2 separate regions of the Macaca mulatta genome follow, and region 1 is linked to region 2. A link is a contact called in public Hi-C data. All regions are on one chromosome and are shown on one strand. The core of a region is the stretch at or near the end of the contact, and the rest is flanking DNA. Distances in the headings are between cores, read along the strand shown. Region 1 holds the start of MFSD10 (major facilitator superfamily domain containing 10). Region 2 holds the start of TNIP2 (TNFAIP3 interacting protein 2).

Region 1 (5,072 bases), core at 1,647-4,146, 200 kb before region 2:
GATACCGTTTCAGGTGAGAATCAGAAGATGCGCATGTTATGGATGAGGCAGCTTTTTAAAGTGCTTTTACCCTGCACTAACCAAGAAGGAAGTTGGCCCTCAGCTTTACTGGACCCAGGAGGGGCTGTGAGTTGTAAGGAATAATGACCCCCCTTGAACTTGACAAGCTGGCCAGGGAGCCACATCCCGAATGCCACGGCCACTTCCTCACGGCGCATGGTTTGTTGGACCTGCGACCTTGCGGAGGGAGGTGCTGAAGTAGGAGTTTCCCTGTACCAATATGGTATGCTGTCTTACAGGCAGAGGCATTCCCCAGTGGACTATGGAGCCACTGCCGGGCCACAAGCCAGGGAGGCATGGAGCTTGTGTCCTTAGCCGGCATCCCAGGAAAGCAGCCCAGGGTCAAGTTCACACCACATGAGATCACACTGACCAGCCCTGCCTAGGCTGCCCTAGTATGTGCATGAAGCATCGCTGCGGTCACACGTCTAGCCACAGTGACCATGGTGAGATTTAACCAGACCAGGACTGGGGAAGTGAGGAAGGTGACAAGGACCCAGTTCCGGCTTCTAATGAGGTGTGGGATCTTTAGGCAAGGAAGAAGGTGCTGCGGAGAATGAGTCTGGCTTTGTTCTTGTTGGGAGGTGTTGAGACCACGGCTGGAGCACAGCATGAGCCATCCTCAGTGTGAGAGGCAGTTACTGCTGTGGTTGGGCTGCCTGGTAGGCCTGGAGCTAATGAGCCAGTCTCCCCCTGCAAAGTGGAAGACAGACAGCGCTGGTGGCAGCGGGACTGAAGCCAGCAGCTTGAACATGAGGCTCACGTCCTGACAGGGGCATGTATTAGCCTCCCCAGATGGCTCTGAGACATGTCTGGCAGGTGCAAGGATCCACAAATCCAGAAGGGTCTGGGCTTGTCACATCCACCAACTAGGCTGGCTGTCTTGTCACCGTGTAGGCCCAGGATGCTGTTACCAACGGCTGCAGGATTTCACCCACTGACAAATTTTCTCTGCCACACGGCTACTGCCACTTTAATTCACCAAGCCAAGCCCTTGCACTGAGGACCCTGGCCCAACTGTCCAAGCAAAGAGGAAAAGAAAACAGGACAGAAAAAAATGCGGGACCACACCAGGCACCTGGCTCTCCGTTGAGGCCTTGCTATCCAACCCAGGACAGAAGGTGCCGGCAACAAGCTCATACACCCTAGCTGTGTCGTCATCGAAGAGGGCGCGTGATCCAGCTGGAAGGGTGGATAAAGATGTTAACTGTCCAATGGGTTCGCCTTCCCTGTTACCTACACAGCCAATTTATCAAGAAAGGGCATTTGCAATAGAGAAGTAATTCACACAGAGCTAGCTGTGCAGGAGACCGGAGTTTTATTACTCAGTCTCCCTGAGCATTTGGGGATTGGAGTTTTTAAAAATAAGTTGGTGGGTGGGGACAGCCAGTGAGTCAGGAGTACTGATTGGTCCGGTCAGAGATGAAATCACAGGGAGTCAAAGCTGTTCTCTCGCACTGAGTCAGTTCCTGGGTGCCACAAGATCAGATAAGCCTGGGTGGTGCCAGCTGATCCATCAAGTACTGATCTGAGGCTTTACTATAGTGTTACCGCCAGGAGCAGTTTGGGGAGGGTCAGAATCCTGTAGCCTCCAGCTGCATGACTCCTCAACCATAGTTTCTAATCTTGTGGCTAATCTTTTAGTCCCATAAAAGCAGTCTAGTCCCCAGGAAAGGTTTCTTTTGGGAAAGGGCTATTATTTTTGTTTTAAACTAAGTTCTTCCCAAAGTTCAGCCTACGCCCAGGAATAAACAAGGAGAGCATGGAGGTTAGAAGATGGAGCTGGTTTTCTCTCACTGTTACAAGTTTGCAATGGCAGTTTCATAGGGATGCCTGTCCTCTGAGGAAAAAGCGAATTAACAGGTTGTCTTTTTGACTGCAGGTGGAAAAACGCATCTATTAGGCAGAGGTGGGGCTTTGTTCTTACCCACAATTGGAAGCTCTGTGTGGAGTAAAGGCAGCGTGTGTGCCACCTGATTCCTTTCCCCATGTGTATCTGGTTGGGGTCGGCCACAAGAGATCCGCACGTATTTCAGAAGGTGGGAGGGGAGGTGGGAGCTGGCTGTAGGCCGGGCGTTGGCGCGGTTCCTTGAGTGTGCTGGCCCCGGGGCACGGCACGGGCAGCAGCCAGGCCCAAAGCTTCTGTCTAAAGCTCCTCCTGCCCAGGGGACCGTTTCCTCCAGCGCTGGGTCAGGTGCTTCTGCGCCCGGCAAGAGCGCCAGCTCCTCCCTGACCCAGGAACGGGGTCGCAGGCCCAGGCGGCCAAAAAGGTGCCAACCGGGTCCTGTGGCTTTCAGTTCTCTGCCCACCCAATTCACACCATGTTTCCCCCTCAGCCGCCTGTCCTGGGACTTCAGGCTCTGCAGCAAACGCAGCAAAAGGAGCTGCACAGAGACAGCGGGGTCGGCTCACGCGGCCCGAGTAGAATGGCTGTGCTGCTGCCCCAGGCCCGCGACCACCGCTGTGTGTGTGGCAGGAGTCAGCCCCCCGGCGTGGGGTCCCGAAGCCCGCGGTCCTTCCACGGGGAGGGCCAGGCCCGCACGGCGCAGAGGCTGGGGGACGGGCTGCGCGACGCTCGCCTGAGGCCCCGCACACGTGTACACCTCAGGCCCATGGCTCCGCTCCGCGGGGCAGGCGTCGTCGACCCAGGGAGGCCAGGCCGGGAGTCTCGGCCTCCGGGTTACGTGGGGGCACCGCTCCTCCGCTCCGGTCAGGGTGCTGCTAACCCACGGCCGAGCAGTGAACCGCAGGACAGGCGAGAACCCAGCCACGCCCACCGGCCGGAAGACAGCCTACCGACATGTTCGTCACTTCCGGGGCTTGGCGTGACCGGGCGTGGCCGTCCCGCCCCTGGCGGCGTGCCTGGCGCCGTGTTCCGCGTCCGTGCGACCGTCTGTCCCGAGCGCGCAGCCGCGGCAGGTGCGGGGCGGGACCGGGGGCGCGCGGGGTGGGGGGCGTAGGGGGCGCGCGGCGTGGGGGGGCGTAAGAAGCGCGCGGGGTGGGGGGCGTAGGGGGCACGCAGGGTGGGAGCGGACAGGAGACGGGGCGTGGGGGAGGAGGCGGGACCGGGGGCACGCGGGGTGGCGCGGGTGGGAGGCGCGCGGGGTGTGGGGCTGGACCAGGGGCGCGCGGGGTGGGGGCGGGACCGGGGCGCACGCGGGATGGCAGGGTGGGAGGCGCGCGGGGTTGAGGGCGCTCCCGCGTCCAGTGTGCAGGCCATGGCCCCCGCCAGGGAGGCCGAGTCCGGACCAGGGGCCGGGATCTCGGCGCGCGTGTTGGGGTTGGGGTCCGGGTCCCCCGCGGCTTCAAGTTTCCTCTCTCACTCTGTTACGAGGGCGTGGGAGGCGCGGCCGTGGGGCGGGGTGGGGCCGGGCTCGCGATGTGCTCACCCCGATTCCTGGGGACCGTTGCCTTTGTGGCTATGATTTCTTGTGCAACCCCCGAAGCCTGCGTTTCCTGATGCCTGGGTCGGAGCGGGGGCATCGCGCAGGCCAGAATGGCCCCTGCGTCTGTAGGCCGGAGGCTCTGCTATCAGCCCCTTTAGGGTGCTCGCCAGCTGTCGGGTGTGGGGGCATGGCAGGCCCTGGAGGACCCAGTTTCCCCGCTCACCCGACCCGCCACACCCCAGCCAGGCCAGGTCAGAGCAGCCCACCATGGGACGGGGAGGGGGTGGAGGCTGCACCCCGCGCCCACCCATCCACCAGCAGCCACCAGAGCGCCGCGTGGTCACCGTTGTCTTCCTTGGCCTCCTGCTGGACCTCCTGGCCTTCACGCTGCTGCTGCCCCTGCTTCCCGGGCTGTTGGAGAGCCACGACCGTGCCCACGTGAGTCCTTGCCCTGCGGCCACAGTGCCCCCCGCCCCCCAGGCCCATTGGACCTCCCCAGCCCTTATCGTGCCTCCTCATCCCCTAGGACCCCCTTTATGGCTCCTGGCAGGGTGGGGTGAACTGGTTTGCCACCGCCATCGGGATGCCAGTGGAGAAGAGATACAACAGTGTCCTGTTCGGAGGTATGGCTGGCTCTGTGCCTCTGGCGGGCTCTCTACGGTCCTATCTTTGGTGGACATGGTCCAGCCCAGGCCCCTCCCCAATTATTAGTCCTTCCCTTCCCACTCTCTGGGCTGGCATCTATCTGGTGCCCTTGCCCACACGTCCTGGCTCCTGGGCATGATCCCTTGCCTCTGCGTGTCAGGTTCCTCCCCTTTCTCATCTCTCCACTGTGGCCTCCTCGGCTCAAGGGCCATGGCCTGTGAGTGTAGGGCCCAGCATGACTGGACCCTCAGGGCGGGGCTGGACATTGGCCTTGAGGGCCCTGAGACCACATCCCCATGATGGTGACATCTGTCTCTCAGGTCTCATTGGCTCAGCCTTCTCTGTCCTGCAGTTTCTGTGTGCACCACTCACTGGGGCCACCTCTGACTGCTTGGGGAGGCGCCCGGTGATGCTGCTGTGCCTGGTATGTCCCTGGGACTGGGTGCCCATGGGGAAGCCTCCTCCCACCCAGCCAGTAGCCCCATGGGGTTAGGTGGGGAGAGGGAGGTGGCTGTGGGCCACTCATGGCCACTTGTTGGCCCTCATCACATCCTGGAGGGGGTTCTCTGGGGGACCAGTGGCTCCTGTTGCAAAGCTAGGCTTTCGAGGAGGTGCTCCTGGCCCCTAGGAAGACATTGAGAACACAGTGGCCCTCAGATGCTTCGAAATAGGGCAGGGTTGAGGGGTATTGCCTGGGTTACCAAGTCCTACTCTGAGCCACTCCTGGCCTTAAGTGACCGCCCCTGCCCCTTGGCCCCTGCCCCTGGGCAGATGGGTGTGGCCACCTCATATGCAGTCTGGGCCACCTCTCGGAGCTTTGCGGCCTTCCTGGCCTCCAGGCTGATTGGGGGCATCAGCAAAGGGAACGTCAGCCTCTCCACGGCCATCGTTGCTGACCTGGGCTCGCCTCTGGCCCGCAGCCAAGGCATGGTAAGGCTGGGCCTTTGGGGTCCGGGTGTGGACTTCTGGGCCTGGGTCTCC
Region 2 (5,472 bases), core at 783-3,282:
ATTGGAGGGGACTACACAGGAGCATGGATATTGGAGCGGGGGGGTCCTCTTTGGAGGCTGGCTACCCCAGTTATATGTACCTATTTGAAATCCAAAGATCCTCATTTCTAAAATACACCTGGCGGCCTGGCGTGGTGGCTTATGCCTAGAATCCCAGCACTTTGGGAGGCTGAGGCGGGCGGATCACTTGAGGCCAGGAGTTCGAGACCAGCCTGACCAAAATGGTGAAACCCTGTCTCTACTAAAAATACAAAAAATTAGCCAGGCGTGGTGGCGGGTGCCTGCAATCCCAGCTAATTGGGAGGCTGAGGTGGGAGAATCGCTTGAACCTGGGAGGCGGAGGTTGCAGTGAGCCGAGATCATGCCACTGCACTCTAGCCTGAGCGGCAGATTAAGACTCCGTCTAAAATAAATAAATAAATAAATAAATACAAGACAAGACAATACACCTGATCCCAAGGCTGTTGGATGAGAGACTGTGGATTGTAAAATGCACCTTTTACAGTTGAGGCAGAGTCTCAAGGTCACTGGAATGACCTGCCCCAGGCCACACATTAGCCTCTAACAGCTCTGGGTCCAGTTTTGCTTTTTCCACCGGTGCCCCAGCCAATCAGTTGGCATTGTTCGTAACCATAGCCACGTGAACTGTGGGCTTGCCGGGCAGCAGCCACTGCACTGGACAAGCGTTTCATGCACACTCCACCCTCTAGTCCCCACAACGTCCAACCAGGTAGGGTGGGCACTCGCTCTGCCCTTCCTTCTGCTGAGAGGAAGCCCAGGCTCTGATGGGTAAGAAGGAGCCTTCCAAAGCAAAGCCAGGTCTGTGTAGCCCAATGTCCAGGCCATAAACACTTGCCTGGCTCTGGCTTTGCTTATAGGCTTGTCTGATTCTACAAGCTTGTGGGTGTTTTCCCAGGCTCAGCCCAGGCTTGGCTGTGGATCACATAAAGGAAGAAAGTCAAGATGCTGCTCAGGGGCGGAGCCTGTGGGCAAGCACGCACACAGGGAAGACCCCTGCCCGATCCCGAGTCGGGAACCTTAGAAAGACCCCATGTGTGCTTGGGCATCATTGTGGGGAAGACTGGGCTGTGGAAAAACACTAGTGTTTGGGAATTTTGGGGAAGGAAAGCGATGGACAAGCGAAAGGGTGGGAAGGGGCTGGTTTCCTGCTGCCTCTGCTCTAAGAACACTATCTAGCAGGAAGGTTGTCCCGCGGGCCCATACTAGCCACCTCACAAAGCAGCGTCTGCGGTGGCTCACGCCTGTAATCCCAGCACTTTGGGAGGCCGAGGCCAGCGGATCATCTGAGGTCAGGAGTTCAAGACCAGCCTGGCCAACATGGTGAAACACCATCTATACAAATAATACAAAAAAATTAGCCGGGCGTGGTGGCGGGCGCCTGTAATCCCAGCTACTTGGGAGGCTGAGGCAGGAGAATCGCTTGAACCCGGGAGGCGGAGGTTGCAGTGAGCCGAGATCGCGCCATTGCACTCCAGCCTGGATGACAGAGCAAAAGTCGTCTCATTAAAAAAAAAAAAAAAAAAAAGGAAAGGAAAAAGAAAGCGGCGAGTGGAGCAGGGGGTTGGAGCTCTCTCTGAACTCAGTGTCCCCAGGTGACGAAACGCATGACACGTGCTTGGTGCGCTGCGAGCTCAGCTCAGCTCCTGGAGTTTCTGTGGCTCCTGTGGCCACAACGCCTGCAGCCTCGCGGGCAGATTCAGACCCACACTCAGCCCCAGCGCTTGGGGCTTGTCTTTACGCCCTTCTTTCCATCAGAGGCTGATGAATTCCCAACCCTGGGCCATGGGCTGAGTTCGACTCTCCCACAACTCCTCAGAGGCGCGTGTTTGGGGCCACTGGAATAAGCCCAGCACGAGCTGGGGTGTGGACAGCCTCCGGGGCCAGGCCGACTCTCCTGGGCTGCTGCGGACGGCAGGGGCGGGGCCGGGCTGTCGGCGGTAGGAGGGGCGGGGCCGGGCGAGAAGGGTCGGGGTGGGCTGCCGTTGGGCGGGGCTGCGCGGCGGAGGGCGGGGCCGGGCTGCGGTGGGTGGGCGGGGCGCACCGGGGAAAGTTCCGGGAAGGGCGGCAGCCGGCGGTTCCTGGGCGCGGAAGTTGCCGGCGGCCGCGCGGCCTCCCGGGCAGGCCTACAGCCATGTCCCGGGACCCGGGGTCGGGCGGCTGGGAGGGGACCCCGCGCGCAGCCGCCGCGCTCTGCACCCTGTACCACGAGGCCGGACAGCGGCTGCGCCGCCTGCAGGACCAGCTGGCCGCCCGCGACGCCCTCATCGCTCGCCTCCGCGCCCGCCTGGCCGCGCTGGAGGGGGACACCGCGCCGTCCCTGGTGGACGCGCTGCTGGAGCAGGTTGCGCGCTTCCGGGAGCAGCTTCGGCGGCAGGAGGGCGCCGCCGCAGAGGCCCAGATGCGCCAGGTACGAGGGCGGGCACCAGAGGGGCTGCGGGCGCCAGAGTGCGTGTGGCGGCCGCCGGGTCTTGGGTGGGTGAGCGGGCCCCGGGTCCTGACGGGTTGAGGGAGCACCAGGTGCTGGGTGTGAGGGGCCTGGGAAGTGAGGGGGTGCCGGGTCCTGGGTGGGTCAGCGGGCCCCGGGTCTTGAGGGGTTGAGGGAGTACCGGGTCCTGGGGTTGAGCGCGCCCGGGGTACTGAAGGGTTGAGGGGCCACCAGGTCCTGGGGGATTGAGGGGGTGCTAGGTCCTGGAGTTGAGGGGGCACCAGGTCCTGGGGGATTGAGGGGGTACCGGGTCCTGGGGTTGAGGGGGTACCAGGTCCTGGGGGGTGAGGGGGCCCTGGAGGGTGAGGCAGCCACGGTGGGTGAGGGGGCCACAGGTCTTGGTGGGGTGAGGGGGCTCTGGGTTTTGAGGGGGTTGAGGAAGTGCTGGGTCCTAGGGAGTGAGGGGTGCTGGGTCCTGGGGCGGAGAGGGGGCACTGGGTCCTGGGGGTGATAGGGCAACAGGTCTTGGAGGGTGAGGGGACCCTGGGTCCTAGGGGAGAGACGGGGACCAGGTCCTGAGAGGGGTAATGGGACACCACGGGCTGAGGTGTGCTGGGTCCTGGAGGGTGAAGGGGTGCCGGGTCCTGGGGGGTTTGAGGGGGGACCAGGTCCTGGTGGAGGTGAGGGGGCTCTGGGGCCTGGAGGGGGTGAGGGTGCCAGGTTCTGAAGGGGATAAAGGAATGCTGGAAACTGGGAGGTTGGGAGGGCACTGGGTCCTGGGGGATTGGTGAGGAGGAGGCGGCACTGGGTTCTGAGGAGGGGGGTTGGTGCAGTTCTTGGGTTCTGTGTGTGCTGTGTAGGTTCAGGTTGGTTCTTAGGGGTGTTTTGAAGTTCGTGTGTGGGAACACATTCTGAGGGTTGTGTGTGTGTAGTGTGTATGCTGTGTGTGTGTGTGTGTGTAGTGTGTATGTTCCGGTTGGTTCTTAGGGGTGTTTTGAGGTGTGTGTGGAGGAGACACATTCTGAGGGGTGTGTATGGTGTGTATGGTGTGTGTGTGTGTGTGTATGGTGTGTGTGTATGGTGTGTATTATGGTGTGTATGGTGTGTGTGTGTATGGTGTGTGTGTATTATGGTGTGTATGGTGTGTGTGTGTATGGGGGGTGTGTGTGTATGGTGTGTATGGTGTGTGTGTATGGTGTGTGTGTATTGTGTGTATGGTGTGTATGTGTATGGTGTGTGTGTATTATGGTGTGTATGGTGTGTGTGTGTATGGGGTGTGTGTGTGTATGGTGTGTATGGTGTATATGGTGTGTGTGTGTATGGTGTGTGTGTATTGTGTGTATGGTGTGTGTATGGGGTGTGTGTGTATGGTGTGTATGGTGTGTGTTGGTATGGGGTGTGTGTGTATGGTGTGTATGGTGTATGGTTTGTATGGTGTGTGTGTGTATGGGTGTGTGTATGGTGTGTATTGTGTGTGTATGGTTGTGTGTATGGTGTGTGTGTGTATGGTGTGTGTGTGTATGGTGTGTATTATGGTGTGTATGGTGTGTGTGTATGGTGTGTGTGTATTGTGTGTATGGTGTGTATGTGTATGGTGTGTGTGTATTATGGTGTGTATGGTGTGTGTGTGTATGGGGTGTGTGTGTGTATGGTGTGTATGGTGTATATGGTGTGTGTGTGTGTATGGTGTGTGTGTATTGTGTGTATGGTGTGTGTATGGGGTGTGTGTGTATGGTGTGTATGGTGTGTGTTGGTATGGGGTGTGTGTGTATGGTGTGTATGGTGTATGGTTTGTATGGTGTGTGTGTGTATGGGTGTGTGTATGGTGTGTATTGTGTGTGTATGGTTGTGTGTATGGTGTGTGTGTGTATGGTGTGTGTGTATGGTGTGTGTGTATGGTGTGTGTATGGTGTGTGTGGTGTGTGTGTGTATGGTGTGTGTGTGTATGGTGTGTGTGTATGGTGTGTGTATGGTGTGTATGGTGTGTGTGTATGGTGTGTATGGTGTGTATGGTGTGTGTGTATGGTGTATATGGTGTGTGTGTGTATGGTGTGTGTGTATTGTGTGTATGGTGTGTGTATGGGGTGTGTGTGTATGGTGTGTATGGTGTGTGTTTGTATGGGGTGTGTGTGTGTATGGTGTGTATGGTGTATGGTGTGTATGGTGTGTGTGTATGGGTGTGTATGGTGTGTATTGTGTGTGTATGGTTGTGTGTATGGTGTGTGTGTGTATGGTGTGTGTGTGGTATGTGTGTGTGGTGTGTGTGTATGGTGTGTGTATGGTGTGTGTATGGTGTGTATGGTGTGTGTGTATGGTGTGTGTGGTGTGTGTGTATGGTGTGTATGGTGTGTTTGTGTATGGTGTGTATGGTGTGTGTATGGTGTGTATGGTGTGTGTGTATGGTGTGTATGGTGTGTGTGTGTATGGTGTGTGTGTGTATGGTGTGTATGGTGTGTGTATGGTGTGTGTGTGTATGGTGTGTGTGTATGGTGTGTATGGTGTGTGTGTATGGTGTGTATGGTGTGTGTAGGGTGTGTGTGGTGTGTGTGTATGGTGTGTGTGTATGGTGTGTATGGTGTGTATGGTGTGTGTGGATGGTGTGTGGATGGTGTGTATGGTGTGTGTGGATGGTGTGTATGGTGTGTGTGTGTATGGTGTGTGTGTGTATGGTGTGTGTGTATGGTGTGTATGGTGTGTGTGGATGGTGTGTGTATGGTGTGTGTGTGTATGGTGTGTGTGTATGGTGTGTATGGTGTGTGTGGATGGTGTGTGTATGGTGTGTGTGTGTATGGTGTGTATGGTGTGTGTGCATGGTGTGTGTGTATGGTGTGTGTATGGTGTGTGGTGTGTGTGTACGGTGTGTGTGTATGGTGTGTATGGTGTGTGTGTATGGTGTGTGTGTATGGTGTGTGTATGGTGTATATGATTGTGTGTGTATGGTGTGTATGGTGTGTGTGTATGGTGTGTGTATGGTGTGTGTGTGTATGCTGTGTGTGTATAGTGTATATTGTGTGTGTGTATGGTGT

The links. A called contact is a pair of places that touch in the nucleus more often than the background predicts.
Region 1: a Hi-C map of fetal cortex germinal zone shows a contact between it and region 2, with 2.0 times the contacts expected there. The contact joins the promoter of MFSD10 here to the promoter of TNIP2 in region 2. A contact is called at or near these places in 4 of 14 Hi-C or Micro-C datasets (CD4 T cells, blood, fetal cortex germinal zone and 1 more).

The regions. Positions count from the first base shown.
Region 1 is chr5:3,106,269-3,111,340 of T2T-MMU8v2.0, reverse strand. It overlaps MFSD10 (major facilitator superfamily domain containing 10), which reads left to right and starts at 2,896. Exons shown (of 12, transcript XM_078003067.1): 1 at 2,896-2,979; 2 at 3,689-3,884; 3 at 3,973-4,069; 4 at 4,412-4,515; 5 at 4,863-5,021. The coding sequence starts at 3,714.
Region 2 is chr5:2,902,621-2,908,092 of T2T-MMU8v2.0, reverse strand. TNIP2 (TNFAIP3 interacting protein 2) reads left to right here and starts at 2,032. Exons shown (of 7, transcript XM_015137874.3): 1 at 2,032-2,428. The coding sequence starts at 2,153.